3 separate regions of the Mus musculus genome follow, and regions 2 and 3 are each linked to region 1. The links are chromatin contacts, called in public ChIA-PET and Micro-C maps. All regions are on one chromosome and are shown on one strand. Each heading gives the region's core, a stretch centred on a gene start, on an enhancer-like site or on the middle of the called end of the contact. The rest is flanking DNA. Distances are from core to core; before and after follow the strand shown. Region 1 overlaps Cmtr1 (cap methyltransferase 1). Region 2 overlaps Mdga1 (MAM domain containing glycosylphosphatidylinositol anchor 1). Region 3 overlaps Tmem217 (transmembrane protein 217).

The links. ChIA-PET counts read pairs in DNA pulled down with a chosen protein or histone mark. Hi-C and Micro-C count contacts between places; a contact is called where the count stands out from the background.
Region 2: a contact with region 1 is called in an SMC1A ChIA-PET map of the G1E-ER4 cell line, with 23 read pairs. The contact joins two enhancer-like sites. A contact is called at or near these places in 1 of 15 datasets of contacts at CTCF or cohesin (the G1E-ER4 cell line), 2 of 484 Hi-C or Micro-C datasets (embryonic stem cells and germinal center B cells) and 3 of 9 other capture datasets (adipose tissue, liver and pancreatic islet).
Region 3: a contact with region 1 is called in a Micro-C map of the G1E-ER4 cell line. The contact joins two enhancer-like sites. A contact is called at or near these places in 7 of 39 promoter capture datasets (the 3T3-L1 cell line, 3T3-L1-derived adipocytes, HPC-7-derived erythroid cells and 4 more), 1 of 15 datasets of contacts at CTCF or cohesin (large pre-B cells), 8 of 484 Hi-C or Micro-C datasets (the G1E-ER4 cell line, the HL-1 cell line, embryonic stem cells and 2 more), 1 of 115 datasets of contacts at active chromatin or transcription factors (effector CD8 T cells) and 3 of 9 other capture datasets (embryonic stem cells, liver and pancreatic islet).

Annotation. Positions count from the first base shown.
Region 1 is chr17:29,685,257-29,688,888 of GRCm38.p6, reverse strand. Cmtr1 (cap methyltransferase 1) reads right to left here. Exons shown (of 24, transcript NM_028791.6): 9 at 2,840-3,038; 10 at 1,735-1,853. Gm28043 (predicted gene, 28043) reads right to left here. Exons shown (of 28, transcript NR_132314.1): 14 at 2,840-2,980; 15 at 1,735-1,853. Among named protein-coding and RNA genes, the nearest start is that of Cmtr1, 26 kb to the right of the region's middle. Within about 2 kb of position 1,973, at least 15 of the 459 cell types and tissues checked have an H3K27ac peak or open chromatin away from gene starts, as enhancers often do. A contact at or near this core is called in the G1E-ER4 cell line, where this site is marked.
Region 2 is chr17:29,858,352-29,861,983 of GRCm38.p6, reverse strand. All of the region lies in intron 1 of Mdga1 (MAM domain containing glycosylphosphatidylinositol anchor 1), which reads left to right. Among named protein-coding and RNA genes, the nearest start is that of Mdga1, 28 kb to the left of the region's middle. Within about 2 kb of position 1,958, at least 38 of the 459 cell types and tissues checked have an H3K27ac peak or open chromatin away from gene starts, as enhancers often do. A contact at or near this core is called in the G1E-ER4 cell line, where this site is marked.
Region 3 is chr17:29,529,925-29,533,556 of GRCm38.p6, reverse strand. The region is part of intron 2 of Tmem217 (transmembrane protein 217); the gene reads left to right. Among named protein-coding and RNA genes, the nearest start is that of Tmem217, 18 kb to the left of the region's middle. Within about 2 kb of position 2,001, at least 80 of the 459 cell types and tissues checked have an H3K27ac peak or open chromatin away from gene starts, as enhancers often do. A contact at or near this core is called in the G1E-ER4 cell line, where this site is marked.

The sequences.
Region 1 (3,632 bases), core at 724-3,223:
TCCTTACAATAACCACTACTCTGCCTTGGCTGTGGAGCCCTTCCCTTCCAGCTGGCACTCTCTCAGACCAGGGCTTGCTCCAAAAATGCGATTCCCAGAGCATCTTCCTTCAGCAAAGAGCTGCCAGCCGTGAACCACACTTACAGCCAAGGAAAGGAGGCAGGCAATAGAAGAAGGAACTGGTCTGAATGTTACAGCTTCAGTTTACAAAATGACAAGTTCTGAAATAGTTACACAACAGACTGAGTAGACAAACTACTAAGCTTAGGACAAACCATGTTGTACATTATAATTGTACAGCAGAGAGCAAGAATGCTAGCTTTTGTTAAGCTGTCCTCATAGGCCAGATCTCACCGATGCAGTCCTATAAAAGTAATGTTAACCATTGTCTCCCAGACTTAAAGATGTTTCTCAAAATCCACATTTGTTTTAGAGCTAATTAGGTATTCAAAAACAGAGCCAGGCGTGGTGGCACATGCTGGTAGTCCCAGCACTTAGGGGGTAGAGGCTGGAGGATCAGGAGTCAAGGCCAACTTCAGCTTACAGAAAGTCTGAGGCCAGCCTGAGCTATTTTGAGACTCTGACTAAAAAAAGAAATTTTAAAGATAAGAGAAAGGAAAAGATAGAGATGGGAGGGGGAGAGTGGGAATATGTTCAATGTACAATATATATAAACTCGTATGAAAATATCCTGTGCAACACATTACCATATACAACATTTAAAATAAATAACAGAAATAAATCAAAAGGCCAGCCCAGCCCTCCTGCTTTCAAAGCAGAAAATCTTTGTGTTTGCAGCCCTGCTGTCTGCTGCAGTAAAGGCAGAAAAGGCAACTGGCAGACCCCACACATCTGCTCAACAGGCGCAGTCCCTTCCTCTTAGCCTGCCCCAACCCTGTCCACCCGCTGCCCTACTGTGTACAGGTTTCAGGGAGCCAGGGCATCCTCAGATCCCTCTAACGCTCTGCTTTCTTCCATACACAAAGAACTCCAAAGGCTCTTCTCAACCCAAGCTCTGCCATCCTGTAGGCATTCTGTCTGTCCTTGCTCCCAAAGTGACTGGCATGAGAGGGCTCCCCTGGGCTATGAGATACTGGATGAGAGGGCCTCTGCTAAACAGTGTGGTGGCAGGTTCCCTCTGCATCCCAAGGAACTGCTCGGGTAGACCCTTGGAAGCTCACGGTAGCTAAGGGCCTCCGTAGACTCTGTGCTGCTGCTGCTGCTGCTGCTGCTGCTGCTGCTGCTGCTGCTGCTACTGCTCAAGTGTCTGTCAGTGCACATGAGGCTCAGGAGCCACCTGGAGACAGCTTCCAACAGCAACAACCTGGCTGACAAGTGCCGGCAGGGTGCCTCCCATTCAGTTCTGCCTAGCTGACCCCAGCTGGGGCCCACGCTCCACCAGTCCCTCAGCAACTAGAGGCCTTTCCGTCAGCAGTGAGCTCAAGCAAATGTTTTTTACAATAGGAGAATCTTTATAAAAATTGTAGGAAAATGTATAAAATAAATAAAAATGTGCATCCCTATGATATGAACATTGAGTTACCATTTATTGGGTCAGCTCAAGAGCAAAACTAAAGCATTTTTCAAGGGCGACTGGGGTGGGGGTGGGGTCTTCAGCATAGCACTTACTCTGGATGCCCAAGGCCAAGGGTTCAACTTCAAGCACAACAAACAAAACAAACCTCTAAATTCAGAACACACCCATAAAGTATATTTCCAGAGGCAGTCACCTACCCCATCTGCCATCACAAAGTGGACGCCCTTGCGATCTGTGTTGTCCAGGACAAAATTCCGAAATGCATTGATGTTCTCTGGGCGGGTGATATCTCCATCTCCATCGACCCCACCCTCACCTGATGGGACACAAAAAACTGTGAGTTTATCTGCTTCCAGCAGCCAGGCCAGGAGCTCTGAGAAGCAGGACCCATCCTGACTATGCTGATAAGCCTGCAACAGCCAACTCCTGCTCTCAGAAGCCACAGTTCATAGGGAACTGACCAACCTAAAGTTATCAACTGAAGCAGAGGATCTTGCTTTTCAAAGCACTTATGTTTAAAACCCAGTATTAGCCAGGCATGGGGGCTCAGGCCTACAGGTATTCATGAGGCTGAAGCAGAAACACTGCCCATAAATTTAAGGCCAGTCTGGGCTACACAGGGAGTTTTACATTGGCTTAGAATGTGAGACCCCCCCCCCCCAATCTCAAAACATCAAACCCTAGCACTTGGGAGACTAAAGCAGGTGGAAGACTAAGGCCAGCCTGGTCTACACAGCTGAATTCCAGGCTAGCCAGGGTTACATAAAGACCCTGTGTCAAAGCAAGCAAACAAACAAAGAGAATAAAAACAAACCATGAGTAAACAAAACAACCACCACCACCTCCATAAGAACTGTTAGGAAAGAATTCAGGATCTGCTGACACAGCACAGTCCGTCTGTCAGGGCAGAGGGACTGCTGTAACTGCCGAGCTGCTAGTGAGTGCAGTGCATACAACACACAGGGCTGCAGCTGGGCTTATGACCCAGCTTTGTTAATAACTGCCAGTTTCCAGCTAGGAATCAGGCAGTTTCATTACCCCCGTCACCACACAAGAACCACCATCCTGCAAGGAGAACTGTACGGCTTTGATGAGTTTACCTAGGGAGTGCAGGCCTGTGGTTGAAAAAACAAAAACCAAGACAGATGCTTGATGGGAGTTAAGACCCTCACACCAGGATCTGTGAATTCTGGCTAGCAGAACAGGAAGAGCACAGGTAGCAACAGCTTGGGCCTTGAAGTCCCCACATGGGAGAGGAGCGGCCTCCTATTTCCTAGTCCCCGCCCTGCTCAGTGTCCCTACCATAGTAGGGCTCGAAGAGCTCGCTGGAGGCCGAGTAGAAGTCCTCCAGCTTGAAGTCGTTGGGGCCCTTGAGCGTCATCCCAAAGCCCTTTGCGTGCCACTTCTTCCTCCACAGCACGTACTCGGAGAAGCCTCCCGGGCCTGCACACACATCAGCAAAGTAGAGAAGGTCAATGTCCGACTCCTTCAGCAGTGGCTTCTGCAGAGAGAGGTAGAAGAAAAGGAGATCGGGAAACAGGTGGCTCAGTGAGGAAAAGAAAGGAGAACTCCAGGAAGAGGAGGCAAAAGAATAGAAGTACTTATCAGCAAGCATGATCCAGCACTCCCCACACCCAGACACCCCCTCGGTCACCACTGTCACCACTGCCCACTGGAGCTTCCTCACCCAAAACATCCTTAGCACCTTTTCCCCAGCCAGGCCGACTCAAGACTCCTCAGACAAGCACCTCTGTGGCTATCTAAGTGCTGTCTCCATGTCTCAGGGTCGTTCCCTCACCACACTGGCCCTTGCTTATACCCTGGTAAGCGGAACACTGCAGACAGAATGAAATACTGAGACACACAGCAAGTGTCCACAGCAGCTGGCACAGAGCGGGGTCGGAGTCTAGGAGGCCTGAGCATAGACGGCTCTCCCTAAGCAGCCCGTCTGGTGGCTGTAGCATGACCCAAACCCCCAGCTTCAAGGGCCTGCCTTCCTACAGGGCAGCCTCAATCTTCCCTCCCTGGCTCCTCCTCCCGTGGTGTCCTTCAGTTGCCTTTATTTTGGAGTAAGTTTATACTTCGATAACCAACA
Region 2 (3,632 bases), core at 709-3,208, 170 kb before region 1:
CTCTGCTTTGAGACAGGATCTCGAATAGCCCCAGGCTAGCCTCAAACTCTACGTACCCAAGAATGACCTTGAAGCGGTTCAATCTCCTGCTTCTGCCTCCTAAGTGTGGGGTTCATGCCTGGTTTTATGTAGTGCCTGGGAACAAATTCAGGGTTACACGAGTGATAAGCAGGTCCATACAAATCAAGCCACAGCCTGAGTCCCTTTATCAAAGGCCTTCCATTAAGTTCCATTAAGTTAGTATCCTTATGATCCGGTCACCTCTTGCCATAGCTGGGGACCAAGCTTCCAACACACGAGCCTGTCTGAGAGAAGCACGTCCTATCCAAACCTGAACAGACAGGGTGAACGTCCAAACAGATACCTTGCCACCACGGAACCGGTATTCAGACCCAGCTAGCTTGTATCCCACCTTCCCCGGGACATTCTGGTATTCCCTTCCCAGTGAATAATACCTTGTCTACCCAAGGCAGTCACCGCCAAACCTCTGTCGCTACAAGGTTAGCTTTCGCAGTTCTGAATTTTGAACAAATGAAACCATGCGTTATAGACACGTCTGTGCCTGGGTTCTGTCAAGTCATGCCTGGGAGGATTGGCAGGGATGGCCTGGCCATTGTTCCTTTCTTTCACATTTGCTGAGGATGCGTTGTGTAAAAATACCAGCGTGAGCTGAGGAGATGGCTTAGGGGTGGGGATGGGGTAAAACCCAAGCCATGCATGGCTGAGTGCTCCAGTTGAATCCTTAGAACAATAGTGGACAATAGTGGACAATTTGGACACAATAGTGGGAGAGCATCATCCCAAGGTGCCCTTACTGGGAGAGGGGAGCAAAGACAGGAGAATTGCCACAAGTTCTATGTCCAACAGCCTGCAGTATATAGCTGATAGACACTGCCTGCTGTTCTGTTTGTTTGTTTATTTTTTTTAAAGATTTATTTATTTTATGTATGTGAGTACACTGTTGCTGTCTTCAGACACATCAGAAGAGGGCATGGGATCCCATTACAAATGGTTGTGAGCCACCATGTGGTTGCTGGGATTTGAACTCAGGACCTCGGAAGAGCAGTCGGTGCTCTTAACCTCTGAGCCATCTCTCCAGTCCCCCCTTTTTTGGTTGTTTTTGTTTTTGTTTTCAGACAGGGTCTCTTTGTATAGCCCTTGACTGACATAGAACTTACTATGTAGAGCAGGCTGGCCTCGAACTCACAAGGCTCTGCCTGCCTCTGCCTCCCCATTGCTCTATACAAGCACACACCATCACACTGGGTCCCCCTTTACCACTCTTGACAGCCTCACGACTTGATTATGAGGGGTTTTTGTTGTTGTTGTTGTTGTTGTTATAAGAAGAAAAGTCACTTAGATGATTTTGTTTTAAAGAAATGGTTTATTTGTAATTATGGGTATGTGTGGTGGTGGTGGGGCAAGTATATGCATGTGGATTCTGGGAACTGGACTCAGGCCCTCTGAAAAAGTAGTGCATGCTTTTAACCACGAAATATCTCCAGCCCCTTGGGAGATGCTTGGACCTGCTGTGTGATTGCCTTGAGAGCTCATTCTTGTTACATCCATCCCCAAGAGAACTATGGGACCGTGGGCCACACAGCTGTTTAGCATTCATAAGTGTGGCTCAGATCTCTTGCAGTGTACTCTACCATATGAGACTCAGATCTTCTTAGTAGCTAATGTTGGCCAAGGGAGATGGGCCATCCTAATGATGTCATCGGTGATGGCTGCTCCCTGCCCGCCTTCAGTGAGGAAGCTACAGGCTCTGCTTGTGACTGCTGGCCGGGGCCCCACACCTGGCCCAGGCTGGCTGTGCCCTGAGCGTGTGCAGCTTTGTAACTCTTTTCCGTCGTTCCTTATCAGCCACCAAAACCCCTGTCATTACAACACCGCTTTGCTGTGGGCAAGCCACAGCGTCCAAGATTATAGCTTATCTTCCATTGAAGCCTGTTCAACCGATGTCTTCCTTGTCAAGAGGCACCCCGGGCTTCCTGCAGACATCCATGCAGCCTCCTGGTCTTATCAGCAACCAGCATGCATGACATCTCTTGGTAGCTTGTTGCTTGATGAGGTTTCCTGGGGACCTGGGCCAAAGATATCTATCTCTTATGTGTACAGTTGACGGTTGCACATTTTTATGGCATGGTGACAGCGACAGGCCCGTTCCCTGGAGGACAGTGTGTGTTTTACACAGGCACCGCGCACACGCTGATTACAAAATCAATAGCAAGTTGAAAAGACCTCCGAGATCATCCATCCATTTTCCTCCTCTAGGTGGGGAAACAGGCTCAGAGAGGTGACTCCAATTGCCCAAAGACACACAGCTTATCTTTTAAATGTTGATCCTTGCTACAGAGACGTCAGCCTGGGCTGAATGAGATCCTCTTTCAAGTTCTTGACCTGCTGACTGATGGCCTCTGGGAATAGTGCTCTGGTTAGATCTGTCCCATCTGTGTTGATGGCGGGCACATCTTTTGAACCTGTGGCAATCCTGTTTTTCATTCATCATGTTCATACTCCCCACCATGTAAGTTCTAGGAGCTGGCTGCATCTCCATTTCAGAGACAGGTAAACTAAGGCCCAGACATCACCACCGTTCTTCTTGGATGACACTCAATGTGGGATTCACCTCTGGCCACTAGAATGGGTCTTCTTTGTGCTTTGAAGTCTGAGGCAAATGCAGCTCTTCCACAGAGCCTCCCAGGAGCCCCCGCAGCAGCTAATGCTTTCTGTTCCCAGGAATCCTTGTGAAATCACTCCTTCTCAACATGGGGTCTGGTGTAGGGGCCAAGATGAGGCCTATGTACCACCATCCTGTACACTCTGGATCCACACGCATGCGTGCACACACCTTCACATATGTACTCAAACACAGACACATCACATACACACACATATGCAAATTAAATTGAAAAAGCAGAGGCTGAGAGGGTAGAAGTGAGTATAGGCATGTGATCTGCTCATCTGATAGGTATGTGGCCTCAAGAGAAATTGAGGTAGGCAGCCAAGCAAAAATGGGGTTTAGGAAGTTTAGGCTTAGCCTGTCCCTAGGGGGAGCCCAAGAGCTAGAACAGCCATGGCCAGTCCTCCCTCTGTGTGTGTGTGTGTGTGTGTGTGTGTGTGTGTGTGTGTGTGTGTGAGAGAGAGAGAGAGAGAGAGAGAGAGAGAGAGAGAGAGAGAGAGAGAGAGAGAGATAGGAAATGGGTTACCCGAGCTCCTCCATGAGCCATTAGTAACAAAGGAGGATGGGCACAGTCGCCATATTGTGGAGCTGGGTGTAGCACCAGGAACACCCAAGACTTGGAGCTACCAAGACAGAGAAGCCAAGCTAACAGAGCAACTGGCTACCACCCAGCATTCAGTGTCATTGTGTAATTGTGGCCCAAGTCATGTCTGGCCACTGTCCTCAATAAGCCAATTAAAAAACAACGTAGGGCCGGGCATGGTGGCGCACACCTTTAATCCCAGCACTTGGGAGGCAGAGGCAGACGGATTTCTGAGTTCAAGGCCAGCTTGGTCTACAAAGTGAGTTCCAGGACAGCCAGGGCTATACAGAGAAACCCTGTCTCAAAAACAAAAACAAAAACAAAAACAAAAACAAAACGACGTAGGATGCAGAAAAGGGTTTA
Region 3 (3,632 bases), core at 752-3,251, 160 kb after region 1:
CTGCCTTCATGAGTTGAGAACTGAGCTGGGGTCCTCCCCAAGGACTGTAAGCCCTCTTAACCACAGAGCCATCCCTGGCCCCAGCTGTGGCAGACTTTAGAATGCTTGTAAGGTAGATCATTCAAGGCAGTTTTATCCTTTCAGCCTGGCTACAAAATAACATGAGGTGAATACAGCAGGACAGTCATTTAACCCTCTCCTGTGGGAGTTTAAAACACAATGGGGGTCTGCTCTGTGAAACCCTCAGGGGTCTCCATCTCTTTTCTCTGTTGTTCTGTCTGTAGAAGCAGGGGTCTGTGATAGTGCAAGTGTCCCTAGCTGGGCCCCTCCCGTAAATACCTCTGAGCCATCTGGATGACAAAGAGGAACGACAGGAGTCTGATATTTAATACAGATGGCCACCTTGGTTTCTTCTCTTCTCAGCCCTTTCTTACAAATTGACAGCATCAAGCCAGACACAGTGGTTCCAAGCCTGTGACCCCGACACTGGAGGTAGAGGCAGAAGGATCAGGATTTCAAAGTCATAATGGATTCATGGCAATCCCAGGCTACACGAGGCATCAAAAGCCAAACAAGATGGCTGAAAGTCCAAGTTCCATTTTCCTAGGACCCTCATGAAGGTGGAAGAAGAAAGCCTACTCCCAAAAGTTGTCATCCAACCTCCACAAACACACTGTGGCATGCTCACATCCACAACCATAACTCTTGCATGCACACAAAATGAATAAAATGTCATTTAAAAAACGTTGGTAGCAACCAGGCTACCAACTTCCAAGCTGGGCAGTGGTGCACTCCTTTAATCTGAGCAGAGGCAGGCAGAACTCTGAGTTCAAGGCCAGAGTGAGTTCTAGGACAGTAAAGGCTACACAGAGAAACCCTATCTCAAAATACTCCCTTCCTCTGGTCCAAAAATAAACACACTAAATAGATAAATAAATAAATAAATAAATAAATAAATAAAAACCCTTTGGTAGCATAGCCATTAGCTGCAAGTGATACTTGGAAATCTAAACTTTATTCTGGCCAACTGTGTGGCTGTCTGTGGAAGGCGCAATTGCTACACTAAGGAAGGGAAGGTCCTGTCCCACATCAGAGACCTCCACATTCAAGGAAAACGGGTCCTGAGCAGAACAAACTCCATATTCTTCATCAAGAGGGCTCCTTGCTAGTGGAATAAGGCAGCTGAGTTCTAGTCCTGGCATAAATATTTGTCTATGGCAGCTATGGTGATACCGTGGCTAGGGGTGCCCATGTACCCCAGTTCTGAGCATTGAACAGTGAGAATTCACTGAAAGTTCTCAGAGATGTGTTTGACATCCTGTGGAAGAAAGGAGCGCAGAGGAGAGCTTCCGGGGCACTCCTGATTGGCCTGCTAGTGAGAGGCAAGTTGGCAGTCAGCCAGTGACCACAGAAAGGAAGCTACCGTGGGACCCTGACACCGCGTAGGAGACCTGAAAGACCCAGAGGAAAGAGCCAAGTAGAGAAAAGGCACTGGAGAAAGAAAAGATTATAGACATAGCAAGGGATGTGTAGAGCTACCCTGGGGTGATGAGCGGAGGCTGCCATCGGCCAGGACTGTGTGCGCAGCCCTGTGGTTTATTGTCTGCATTCGCCCATCCCCAGTGGGGACTGGTTTCCCTGCTTGTCAGCTGACTCACTGTCAAGCATGGCAGGCTGGTTTTCTTTCTGTGTTGGAGAGGATTGGGTTTTTGTTTTGGGAAATCTGATCTCTTGAGCAAGAGTTTGGCCTGGAAGAATACAGGAAGAAGGGAAGACCCTAGCTTCCCTACAGTATCTGGGATTTCTCTCCTGTTGGGAAAACTGGGGAGGTAGCAGGTTGTGCCCCCTAGAGAGTGCCCCCCCACACACACACACACCCTGCTGGGTTGGATGCTGGCTACTTGGCTGAGAAGAAAGCTCAAAGCCTCATCACCCTGGGGTGATGAGCGGAGGCTGCCATCGGCCAGGACTGTGTGCGCAGCCCTGTGGTTAGCCTTTAGTAAGCCTATAAGAAGCAAGACCGCAGGGCTGGAGAGATGGCTCAGTGGTAAGAGCATTTGCTGCTCACAACTGCCTGTGTAATTCCAGTTCCTCGGGCTCCAACTGGCGCCCTCTTCGGGCTACTATGGGCACTGCAGGCACCTGGCGGTCCTACATGCAGAAAGGCACTCAACCACATAAAATTTAAAAGAAAAAAAAAGACACAGCCATTCTCTGCTGCTACCAAACAGTTACCCTCGAGGAAAGCCTGCAGCCATGGCACAAGGAGACTCAGGCAGCCCTTAAAACAGGCCAGAAGAAGAGAGCTGAGGTTTCTGGCCAGGAGCTACCAACAGCCAGGTGAGTGAAAGGACCCTCCTCGGAGGACAGCCTTCAGCTGGCAGCCGCTCCAGACCTTTACTTTAGGAGGGGCCCTGAGGCAAAACAGGCAGCTAAGACACCCCTCGCCTTCTGTCTCAGAAACCCAAGACATCTAGGAGTGGGACCAGCATGGATATCCATCAGCTGATGGAAGGATTGATGGATGGAGGAGATGCGGAAGGTACAGACTGTGGAAATCATTCAGCTGTGAAATAATATGAAATAGTGACATTTGCAGAGAAATGGATGAAGCTGGAAATCCTCGAATGAAGTAAATGAAGTAGAAGTAGAATAAACCAGGCTCAAAAGGACAAATAGGACCTGCGTTCTCTCACATGTGGGTCCTAGATTTTAATTCCTCTATGTGTGTGTATGTGTGTGTGTGTGTGTGTGTGTGAGAGAGAGAGAGAGAGAGAGAGAGAGGAGAGAGGAGAGAGAGAGCGCGCAGGAGGTAAGAGCCAGTGGGAGGGGCCAGGAAGAGGGCGGGGAGAGGAGGAGGAGCAAGAAGCGGCAATGGAATTTGTAAGCCAACATTGGGGTGGTGGTGGGGCACCAGTAAAATGTGTTTTGAGCCTTGCGTAGTTAAAGATGCCTTGAGCCCAGCTCTCTAGACAGAAGCAGGCAGATCTGTGAGTTCCAGGCCAGCCAGGGCTACACAGTAAGACCCAGTCTCAAACAAAACAGAAACAGAAAATCGAAGCTTTAAGGTCTGAAGGAGATAGCTCAGTCCATAAATTCCCTTGCCTTGTGTCTCAGTTACTGCCATATTGCTATGAGAAGACACCATGGCCAAATCAACTTATAAAAGAAAGCATTTAACTTCGGAGCTCACAGTTTCAGAGGGTGAGCTGATGACCGTCAAGGCAGAAAGCGTGGCTGCAGGCAGGCAGGCTGGCAGACATGGCGCTTGAGTGGCAGCGGGGAGCTTACATCTTATCCACAAGCAGCAGTGAGAGAGACAGAGACAGAGAGGGGAGAGAATGGGCCTGGCATGGACTTTTGAAACCTCAAACCCTATCCCACCCCCCGTGACACACCTAATCCAACAAGGCAATGCCCCCCAATCCTTCCCAAACAGTTCCACCAACTGCGGACCAAACATTCAAATATATGAGCATATCACTCAGTGCACCTTTGTAAGTGTGATGAACTCCATGATGACCTGAGTTCTATCCCTAGAACCCACATTTTCTTTTTTTTTTTTTTTTTTTTTTTTTGGTTTTTTGAGACAGGGTTTCTCTGTGTAGCCCTGGCTGTCCTGGAACTTACTT